2 separate regions of the Xenopus laevis genome follow, and region 2 is linked to region 1. Evidence: chromatin contacts called from public Hi-C data. All regions are on one chromosome and are shown on one strand. Each heading gives the region's core, a stretch centred on a gene start, on an enhancer-like site or on the middle of the called end of the contact. The rest is flanking DNA. Distances are from core to core; before and after follow the strand shown. Region 1 has its middle 3.7 kb from the start of lmo4.2.L. Region 2 overlaps LOC108698119 (a long non-coding RNA gene).

The links. A called contact is a pair of places that touch in the nucleus more often than the background predicts.
Region 2: a contact with region 1 is called in a Hi-C map of the XTC cell line, with 5 times the contacts expected there. The contact joins two enhancer-like sites. A contact is called at or near these places in 3 of 4 Hi-C or Micro-C datasets (the XL177 cell line, the XTC cell line and animal cap).

Annotation. Positions count from the first base shown.
Region 1 is chr8L:1,505,460-1,511,340 of Xenopus_laevis_v10.1, reverse strand. No RefSeq gene overlaps it. Among protein-coding and RNA genes, the nearest start is that of lmo4.2.L, 3.7 kb to the left of the region's middle. Within about 2 kb of position 3,385, at least 4 of the 7 cell types and tissues checked have an H3K27ac peak or open chromatin away from gene starts, as enhancers often do.
Region 2 is chr8L:1,564,450-1,570,330 of Xenopus_laevis_v10.1, reverse strand. The region is part of intron 5 of LOC108698119 (a long non-coding RNA gene); the gene reads left to right. Among protein-coding and RNA genes, the nearest start is that of slc34a3.L, 24 kb to the left of the region's middle. Within about 2 kb of position 2,555, at least 1 of the 7 cell types and tissues checked has an H3K27ac peak or open chromatin away from gene starts, as enhancers often do.

The DNA of each region.
Region 1 (5,881 bases), core at 2,136-4,635:
CGGCAGGGTGGGTATAAGCTGTAGAAAGTACAATATAAATGCAAGTCTCACTGATCCCAGAGCAATGGCAGGGCCCCTTATCCCCCTGAGATGTGCATATGAGGGCCCCGCATGAATCCCCCATTACACAGGATCAAAGCATTGGAAAGGGAAAGCCCCCACTGCAGGGGTCTGATTAGTCACTTCTGGGGTCCCTCTGAGTTTGGGGCCAATGAGGATTAGCTGTCGCAGCATACCAGCATTGCTGCACCCGCAATAATCCCCCAAGCACCCCACTTTGTCAGGTTCCTGCTCCAATGCATGATTAACCCTTGGCATGCTGGAGGGAGGGGCGCATCACACAAGTCAGGACTTATGGGAGAAGCTAAAAATTCCTCCATTCACACAATGAGCAGAGAAATCCACCTTCAGCCCCCGGCCCTGCAAGTCCCAACAGGGTCCCTCACCCGGCAGGTTCTTGTTTTGGGCTGAGGAAGAGGAGTTAACCTGTCAGTGACCTGCGGGAGGAAAGTGCTGGGATTCTGGGGGCAGGTCGTTCTGTTCTACACAAGTGCATGGAAACAAGGGAAGTTTGGGGAGAGGGGCAGCCATACACCTGTTGATTACTGGGGAGTTCTATTGAGGCACAGAACAAGAACATGAGATACCCCAAAGCAGGCACTGTGTATGGCAGCTCCCACTTGTATAAAGTCCTTTCCAATGAGTAAAGTATGAAGGCTTAGAGCAGGGGTCACCAACCTTTTGCCTTCCTTGGGCCACATTGGAAAAAGAACAATTGTCTGGGGCCACACATGAAATACACAAACACTTTTCATTTGTAAAAGTAAAGGAAATACACAGAAAAGAACTATAATACCAGTTGGATACCCAGATGGAGCTATACATTGGCATATGGGGCACCTGGATATTAAATAGACTTATTATTATGACGTTTCCTGAGCGTTTCAAGCTGAGCCGCATTCATATCCATCCTGGGCCGCAGGTTGAACACTCTTGGCTTAGAGGCTGCCTTGGGAAGGGGGGGATATGCAAACATCCCCTTTATTAATATTCGAATGGATGCGCTGCCCAAATTCTCAGCCCCCTGATGCCCCCCAGCCTACAAGAGAAGGTGCTGGTGTAATTAAAAGAGGAAGAGGGATTGTCTGGGTATTGTGGGCCCTCCTGCTCATGCCTTTGATTCTCTTCATATTATAATGGGGTTTCAGAGGGGAGGAACAGAGGCTGCGGGCTGGGGGGGATGAGATAGAGAGAGGGGGCACTTTGATGCTATTAAGTGAATATTCTGGCTGGGACTTGGGGGCCGATAGCTGTTTGGCTGCTGCATTGTCACATTCATTGAGTCAACAAAGCTTTGTTTTGGGAGACAAATGACTTCAAAAAAGCCCAGTGTGAATGGGGGACAATAGGGCTCCTTTCATGTCAAATCTCAGCCTCCAAGCTCCCCCCCCCCAACAGCAAATACAGCTTCCCCCCTCCTGTAGATTGTCAGCTCTTTGGCACAGGCTATAGTGGCTGCCCCTTCCCAGTAGTGACTCCATTGGGGGGGGGGATGCATCAGTAAAGGGCTCATTTGCCTATGGAGCATTGATTGCTGCTGAGATTAGTTATTGAGCGGCGGGGGCACTGTAATTAGCTGCACCCACTTTCCAATAGGTCCCGACTACATGGACACAAGGCCTATAAATCTGCAGCTTCCTCGCTGGGAGTTGTGCTTCGTGACTTGCGCTGACTCCCAGCGAGTTTCACATCACACTGACCCAATCATTGGCTGCACCTTCTTTTAGCAAATAAAGCCTCCAGTTGGTGATGCCCATGCTAGTGCCAGCTCACCCCTAAACTGACCATTGCAGTCTGCAGCAGGCACCTATTCTAATAGCGATCTGCCCATGCGGGAGGGGCATTAGACAGGGATCCACCTGTACTGCACCTGTCTACACTCCTGTATGGATGTGCCTGGGGGTATGAGTGGCTATTTACAGCCTGGCTCACTGGATTCCCTGACACTGAGTGCAGCCAGCGGACACACCATACTCATTACCATCATATCTGTCTATCAGGTCTTACCCCCCCCCCCCCATCTCAAGCCAAACACACGGGGCCTTTCATGGTGGGCAACAATAACACTGGATAAGGGCCCCAAAGGTAAACGAGCAGAGATAATCAGAGTTCCACCTCTGAGTCTGAGCAGATCCACAGAATGAGAAGGAAGATAACCCCCCTCCCGTCTGTCTGTCTGTCTGTCCCACCACCTCAGGGCCGACCTGTCTCCCTCCCTCTAAAGCACAACGGTCTGTTTTTCAGCCTCATCTACAATGTATTGAAATCCCACACACGGGTCCAACCAGTGAGCCACTAAAGCTCCCCATAGACGCGACGATTCTTCTTGCCGGACGACCGATTTTAGGGAAGTCCGACCAATCCTTCGAAATTATCGTGCGGTTAGTGGGATTCGAACGATCGTACATCTCACGATTTTTCAGCCGACATCTGTCAGGAAATTGATTGGCCGGGTCAAAAAATCTTTGTTGGCCCCAGTGCAATCTCTCTATGTTTGCAGGGCCAAGCAGCTCCCCTTTGTTTTCCTGCCAAATTGGTCTTTTTAGTTGATGGTCAATTCGTAGGATCGTTCCGAGAAGATCGTGGTCTGATCTTTTAAAAATCTCAACATCTATGGGCAGCTTTAGGGAAGGGAATACCGGCAGAGCTGCCATATAACTTGCTGAGCACAGGACACGCCCACTGCACTCACAGCACTAAAATGACATCGGACGAGACATAATGAAATGGATTTCCCTGATTTACTGAGTGACACCCCTATCAGTAATGAACCCAGTCCTGTTCCTGCACAGCCGGGTAGCAGTGGCTGCTGGGAAATCGAGTCACATGCTGAAGGGACACAAGATGTCTCCACAGTTCCCCCTCATTACAGAATGGGGAGAAATCTGTACTGAGAGCTCCCCCCAGTGGCCACAACACAATGTTGCAATGACTGCAATTATCCTGCCCCCACAAACACGGAATGTGCCCCTATTGCTCATTAGCCCCCCCACACACACAGTTAAGGACCCCCATACTGGAAACTGAGCCCACTGCATTCGATCCAAAGTGGCATTTAGGCTAAAGCCAACAAATAAACTGCCCAATGTATTTGGCAAATAAAGGGAAAGTAAAACGTATTGACAGACGGGTTCCTGTGCAGGTCCCACCCCAGCAGCCCCTCACCCCTGTTACCTGTACCCCCTCCCATTGCTCTGACTGCCCCCATGTCATTTCCTGGCTACAGGTTTGGCGGGAATGGCCGGCAGGGTGAGGGTCCCCGGGGGGTGCAGATGTGTTTGGAGGCATAATGGGCTGTCATGGAAGAAAGAGCTGACACTTCCTCTGTCCCCAAAGCTCTGCTCTCATCTGCACCTCTGTCCCCTCACTCACGGGCCCCATTGTTACAGCCACCGACCTGCCGAGCCACAACAATAAGGCAAATGGCTTCATTATCTCTGGCCCAGGACCCCCGCTGATTTGTTTATGAAAATCCTCGGTGCCTCGTTAATTTCATTTCTCTGGACAGGAAAATAAACTTTCCATTCGGCACCTGTTCCTTCGTGCTCTCCCCCTGCAGCCCCTCGGGCCCCTGACTGTGTAACAGATACAAGGGCCCCGATACCCTGGGGGGTAAACACAGGCTGCTACTGCATTTTGGGGCCCTGACTTTGCAACAAGGCTGGGGCCACTCTCCCGTAACTCAAGTATTGGATTGTAGCAGCGTGTGGCCCCGTGCATTGGCCCCTGGTGTGGATTTAAGACGAGCCTGTGATGTTCTCAGAGATTTGCTGATCAGCCTCTTGTGCTCTCAATACAAACATAGTGGTGGGGTCAGCGGTGTGTGTGTCCCTGCTATAAAGTCACAGGGGGGGGGGCTATGAATAGAAAGACCCTAATAGGATTAGAGTGCAGGGTGGGGGGCTCTAATGATGTCTTTTTGTTAGTCCAACTCCCATTAATGACCCATGGGGGGGGCTACTGGGACAAGTGTCAATAAGGAGGGGGTACTAGGGAGCTGACTTTATTTAATCCTTCGAGGGGACCTGTGTGCCCAAAACATTCCCATGTGCCCTGACCTCTATAGGTGGCCATACCAGGGAGAGACGCTCGTTTGGTGACATTGATGTGGGCGATATCGGCCTGATTCCCTAGGGCCCAATGATCAGATCACAATGGAGGCCATATGGGACGGTCGGATCACAGGACCGAATTATCGAACAGATGTGGTCACGATCTGACGGGATTGGCATCTGACCGACTTTCAGCCAAATATCGATCAGGGACGCCCGTCGGACACATACGGCCCAATAAACTGCCAACCCGGCCTGTGGATGGGGGCCTTAAGAGTTGCAAGTACAGTACCAGTACATTCAGGGCAGTACAGTACCAGTACATTCAGGGCAGTACAGTACCAGTACATTCAGGGCAGTACAGTACCAGTACATTCAGGGCAGTACAGTACCAGTACATTCAGGGCAGTACAGTACCAGTACATTCAGGGCAGTACAGTACCAGTACATTCAGGGCAGTACAGTACCAGTACATTCAGGCAGTGCAGTTACCAGTACATTCAGGCAGTGCATACCAGTACATTCAGGGCAGTACAGTACCAGTACATTCAGGGCAGTACAGTACCAGTACATTCAGGGGCAGTACAGTACCAGTAGATTCAGGGCAGTGCAGTACCAGTACATTCAGGGGCAGTACAGTACCAGTACATTCAGGGCAGTACAGTACCAGTAGATTCAGGCAGTACAGTACAGTACATTCAGGGCAGTACAGTACAGTAGATTCAGGGGCAGTACAGTACCAGTACATTCAGGGCAGTACAGTACCAGTAGATTCAGGGCAGTACAGGTACCAGTAGCATTCAGGGCAGTACAGTACCAGTAGATTCAGGCAGTACAGTACGCAGTACATTCAGGGCAGTACAGTACCAGTAGATTCAGGGCAGTACAGTACCAGTACATTCAGGGCAGTACAGTACCAGTACATTCAGGGCAGTACAGTACCAGTACATTCAGGGCAGTACAGTACCAGTACATTCAGGGCAGTACAGTACCAGTACATTCAGGGCAGTACAGTACCAGTAGATTCAGGGCAGTACAGTACCAGTAGATTCAGGGCAGTACAGTACCAGTACATTCAGGGCAGTACAGTACCAGTAGATTCAGGGCAGTACAGTACCAGTACATTCAGGGCAGTACAGTACCAGTTAGATTCAGGGCAGTACAGTACCAGACATTCAGGGCAGTACCAGTACCAGTAGATTCAGGGCAGTACAGTACCAGTACATTCAGGGGCAGTACAGTACCAGTACATTCAGGGCAGTACAGTACCAGTACATTCAGGCAGTACAGTACCAGTACATTCAGGGCAGTACAGTACCAGTACATTCAAGGGCAGTACAGTACCAGTACATTCAGGGCAGTACAGTACCGGGCAGTACAGTACCAGTACATTCAGGGCAGTACAGTACCAGTACATTCAGGGCAGTGCAGTACCAGTACATTCAGGGCAGTACAGTACCAGTACATTCAGGGCAGTACAGTACCCAGTAACATTCCAGGGCAGTACAGTACAGTACCAGTACATTCAGGGCAGTACAGTACAGTACATTCAGGGCAGTACAGTACCAGTAATTCAGGGCAGTACAGTACCAGTACATTCAGGGCAGTACAGTACCAGTACATTCAGGGCAGTACAGTACCAGTACATTCAGGGCAGTACAGTACCAGCGTACATTCAGGGCAGTACAGTACCATACATTCAGGGCAGTAACAGTACCAGTACATTCAGGGCAGTACAGTACCAGTAACATTCAGGCAGTACAGTACCA
Region 2 (5,881 bases), core at 1,306-3,805, 60 kb before region 1:
CTTAGTACAGGGAATACCTATGCTGCCATAGTTTTATGGGATCTCTCTGTACAGACTATGAGCAAACTTAGGGGACTGTTCCTGCTGAATTGTGCTTAGTACAGGGAATACCTATGTGCCATAGTTTTATGGGATCTCTCTGTACAGACTATGAGCAAACTTAGGGACTGTTCCTGCTGAATTGTGCTTAGTACAGGGAATACCTGTATTGAGGTAGTATTATGGTAACTCCCTGTACAGGATGTAATTAAACTTGTTCCTTTTGCAATAGTTCTTTCCATTACCACCATTTCTCCAGTAAAATGAAATATTACTCCTTTGCCCTGTAGCCTATGCCCAGTGCTGGCTATGTATAAAGGCAATTAGACTGCACGGGAGATATACAGTATATATATATATTTGGGAGAGAGAAGGAATTCCAAGAGCAATGAAGCCATACACAAGCCTGAGACTGTAAGCAAAGTGAGTAAGTGCTTTATAGAAGGGGGTAATAGAGCAAATGCTGGAGACATCTAGCAGTTTTCCCATCTGACCCTGTAAGTAGGGGGAATGTTACTGGCCCCCATATGTTTGGTGGGTCTGGGTATTTGCTGCTATACATTTATTTCCATAAACAGTAGAATAAAGGAGAAATTTCCAATTCCCAAATCTGCTGGGGTTAGTGAAATGCCGCTGGCGCCACCCGCCTCAGAAATATATTAATAACCCTGGAATTGGCTCAGTCAGGGAATATTTTTTTATAGGCCCAGAACGTGGGCAGGACTAGTGATTACTTGTGACCATGCCATGTCCTACTTGAACACCAGGAAAGCAGTGGCCCCAGAGCATGTAGGGACATGGGCAGAGTTTGTCTACATCATGTGGCTCATAATGACCAATCAGAGGCTTGCTTTTAGTCTTCCAGCTGCACTAGTGACTGTAGGTTATGATACTGGGACACATATCACGGCACAGACATGCACAGGTACTGATTGTGGGCTCAGGGGTTCTGCCCTGGTGCATTCCATGATGGGGCTGCAGAGTAACGGCTATTGGAGCTAGAATGTGGCTCGTTGTCACAGCACTTATTCTCCCCATGCAGCTGTAGCGGGGCAAACTGTACACAAAGAGAAGGGCAAGAGATGCAGAGAGCTTGGGCAAGATGGAGACAGTAGGGCAGGATTGGAGACTACAGGGTAAGATGGGAGAGTATAGGAGGGGTTGAGAGACTTATGGGTGAGATGGAAGGCGTAAGGCTGAGATAGGAGGCTGTAGGGTCAGGCGGAAGACTGTAGGACAAGATAGCAGGCTTAAAGGTGAGATGGGAGACTGTAGCACAAGATGAAAGGTGTAAGAGTGAGATAGGAGACTGTAGGACAAGATAGAAGGTATAAGGCTGAGATGGGAGGCTTAAGGGTGAGATGGGAGGTTGAAGGCTGAGATAGAATGCTTAAAAGTGAGAAGGAAGATGGAAGGCTGAGATCGGAAGCTTTAGGGTTAGATTGGAGGCTTAAGGGTGAGATGAGAAGTGTAAGGCTGATATAGAAGGCTTAAAGCTAAGATGGGAGGCTGTATGGTTATATGGGAGGCTTTAGGCTGAGATGGGAGGCTTTAGAGTGAGATGGGAGGCTTTAGGGTGAGATGGGAGGCTGTATGGTAAGAATGGAGGCTTTAGGGTGAGATTGGAGAATTAAGGGTGAGATGGGAGGCTTTAGGGTGAGATGGAAGACCTAAGGCTGAGATGGTAGCCTTAAGCTGAGATGGGAGACTTAAACTGAGATGGGAGACTTAAGCTGAGATGGGAGGCTTAAGGGTGAGATGGAAGACCTAAAGCTGAGATGGGAGACTTAAGCTGAGATGGGAGACTTAAGCTGAGATGGGAGGCTTAAGGGTGTAATTGTAGACTGTAACATTAGTAATGTCCAACCTTCCAGCTATAAACCGTTTGAGTAGAACTCCATGCACCCAAGGACAACTGAAGACTGTCAAAGGTGCTGGGAGTTGTGGAGCTGTCTGATACTGGATGTTCAATAATGTCACCCAGACAAAATTCCACTTGTGCTCACCCTTCATTTGGGCACCCAGTTGCCATGTTGGCCAGCAGCAGCCCTAAGGGACACCCAGATAGGTAATTAAGGACAACACAAATAAACCTGGTTGGCTGCCAGTGCTTTGAACTGTTTGCTGTGTAGGAAGTTGTTTGGGCGGCAGTGATGATTGGCCGTGTTTGTTGGGAGAGAGACTGGAGGCTGAGAGCGTGGGACCTCCCTCCCTCACAATCCCCTCTTTGTGTGACTTCAGGCAGGGATCCTGCTAATTAGAGCAATATCCGCATTCAGAGATTATCGCTGGGGTAACTAATTAGTGCTGGAGTGGGGGAAATATCCAGCCCCATGACAGTCCCTTTCACTTCTGGGCTCTTTCATACAGTTTCTCTTTTTATACAACGCCACCGCCTCTGCCGGGACAGCATTTAAAGGGGAAGTGCACTCTCTGGCTATTCTTTCTCTGGTGACCACAGCCGAGGAGCTGCTTCTGCTCTATAAAACCTGGCTGATAAGACAGGGTCAGATTAAATGTGGGGCAGGTGGAGCTGCAGTTACAGTGAATATTTGCAGTCGTGCTGGTGCATTGCAATGAGTGTGCCAAGGTGTGTAAATGTAGTTGCATTATGCTTCTATGCAGATGGCTCATTCCTTGCAGTCCCTTTTATATATTCTGTATGGTTTATTCCTGGAGATTTCAAGGCTTCAGATATGGGCCTATCTCTGTGTGTCCAGAGGAAGGAGAGCAGCCAGCAGCTTTTATATAGCCAACTGCTGGAAGGTGGTTGAATTCAGCCCAGTGCAGTTAGGCCCATACAAGGATACAAACAACTGGGGTGTCACTTGTTCCTTCAAGTAAACTGTGCCCCAGCACTGAAGGGGTTATTGTGCTTAAATCTATGCTGCCCCCTCCCTCTCCCACCTGAGTGCAGCAGCAGCGGCGGCTGTACATGCAGCTCCCATTACATTCTCAGCATGGGGCAGGCTCAGCAAAAAAGGCCAAATTGCAGTAAAATTTGCTGGTAATTGAAAATGCCACCCCCCCCCCTTCACTAGCCGGACCCTGGGAATGAATTCTTTTTTGTGCCGTCCCAGTCCCCCCGCCTGGTGGGGCCTATTTGTCCTTAATTGAGTTGTACAATTGAGAGGCAATTGTGAGCGGAGAGCTTGGCAGCAAAGTGTGTGCCGCACAAATGCCAACCCCCCTCCCCTCCATTCCAGCCAGCGGGTAGGTACAAAATAGGGAGATAGATTTCATTGATTTGCTTCTTCTACTTATTTTCCTCTGCTGTTATGACTACAAACTGGCAGCTTCTGAGGGGCCGCAGGGATGGGCACAGGGTGGGCTCCATTCATTTAGGGAGGCAAATACAGCTCCACTAATGGCCCCAGGGAGATGGGGGGAGCCGATCAAGCATATTATGTATAGTTGTTTCCATTCAATGTATAGCTTTATTCATTCATCCTGCTTTACTCTATCACATCCTCTCTGCGCTACAGTGCTGCAAATGGCACATACATTCAGCCTTGTATCAAGGGCCCGTCCACTTTGTATCCAACTGCTCTATTTATTTTTACTGTTACAGTGTTGCCCTCGCTAAATAGCCACTGGCTAATCATCCCTGGGAGTTTCACACTAACAAAAATGCCCCAATATACTCTCTTTTTTCTTATCATTGCGCACACACATTCAAGTCTTGCACTGCCCCAATACATCCAGGTGACTGGACAAACTCTCAACAAAGCCCCACCCTTTGTCTGACCATGGGAAAGAGAGCAGCCCAGGAGCAGGAAGTACAGAGAGTCAGAGCTCTGTACCTGGGTAAGTACTGGGGGAGATTGGATTCACTTACCCAGGGGGAGGTTCCTGTCTGACCATGGGAAAGAGAACAGCCCAGGAGCAGGAAGTACAGAGAATCAGAGCTCTTTACCTGGGTAAGTACTGGGGGAAATTGGATTCACTTACCCAGGGGGAGGTTCCTGTCTGACCATGGGAAAGAGAACAGCCCAGGAGCAGGAAGTACAGAGAATCTGAGCTCTGTACCTGGGTAAGTACTGGGGGAGATTGGATTCACTTACCCAGGGGGAGGTTCCTGTCTGACCATGGGAAAGAGAGCAGCCCAGGAGCAGGAAGTACAGAGAATCTGAGCTCTGTACCTGGGTAAGTACTGGGGGAGATTGGATTCACTTACCCAGGGGGAGGTTCCTGTCTGACCATGGGAAAGAGAGCAGCCCAGGAGCAGGAAGTACAGAGAATCTGAGCTCTGTACCTGGGTAAGTACTGGGGGAGATTGGATTCACTTACCCAGGGGGAGGTTCCTGTCTGACCATGGGAAAGAGAGCAGCCCAGGAGCAGGAAGTACAGAGAATCTGAGCTCTGTACCTGGGTAAGTACTGGGGGAGATTGGATTCACTTACCCAGGGGGAGGTTCCTGTCTGACCATGGGAAGGAGAGCAGCCCTGGAGCAGGAAGTACAGAGAATCAGAGCTCTGTACCTGGGTAAGTACTGGGGGAGATTGGATTCACTTACCCAGGGGGAGGTTCCTGTCTGACCATGGGAAAGAGAACAGCCCAGGAGCAGGAAGTACAGAGAATCAGAGCTCTGTACCTGGGTAAGTACTGGGGGAGATTGGATTCACTTACCCAGGGGGAGGTTCCTGTCTGACCATGGGAAAGAGAGCAGCCCAGGAGCAGGAAGTACAGAGAATCAGAGCTCTGTACCTGGGTAAGTACTGGGGGAGATTGGATTCACTTACCCAGGGGGAGGTTCCTGTCTGACCATGGGAAAGAGAGCAGCCCAGGAGCAGGAAGTACAGAGAATCAGAGAGTTGTACCTGGGTAAGTACGGGAGGGAATGGGTTTCTGTCTGACTATGGAAGGACCACAGGCCAGGAGTGGAAAGAATAGAGAATAGGACCTCTGTACTCTAGGAAGAATAGCAGCCCAGAAGTGGGAAGTACAGAAAATAAAATTTCTATGTCTGGGTCCTGGGGAAATTGGAATGTATTTGCCTGGGGAGGTTGCTAGTTGGGTTCAGTTCTACATTGCCCAGCCTAATAATTGCTGTTGATCTCACTGAATGCCTATTGGGACAGCTGAATGCCATTGCATTAAGATAACATTGGTCTTTGTGTGACCCTTTATGATGAGTGATCCTCTTTATTATAGGGAGCTAATTCTGCTGATGTTCTGGCCGTACCATTAAGCACTACAGCGGGGAGTAAGTGGCCACTCTGGCCCCTCAGTGACATACACAAGTCCCATCATACCCACAATGCTTCTTGTGAATCGTCTCTCATTAAGTATCTTCTTTTCTTCCCAATAATCACACTCTCATTAGCTGCCGACAGCCGTTAATTATGCAAATGAGCGTGTTGGAACGGGGGCGTCGTTTCATTTTAACTCTGATTACAGCACCTGGGGTCTGAAGGAGCGGGGATGCTTCGTGTCTATTAACGTGGAATTAATTTGTTAATTTATATTAAAAGCACAGCAACGGCCCCGGCCTCCAAGCAGTCGCCTTTCTCTGACATTAAAAATAACTTGAAAGCTGCCAGAATAAGGCAAGAAGTGCTAATTGATGCCATGCTATCCGTTATTAACCCCATTGGTGCTGCTGTCCCTTTGTCATAGGACCCGGTCTCACGCAGATGGGTTTTCGAGCTCAGGGTTTAAAGGGGAAGTAGTCATGCAGTGCTGCAGTTTTCCTGAACTATATGGTTGGGCTATCTCCAGACCAGAAATAGAAATGGCACTTGTATGTAGGGGTGAAAGGCAAATATGGCCCCTGAGCCCTGGAAACCACTCATTCCAGTCTCTCAAAGGCTTCCGCACCTGTTGTTGAGACTAAATATAG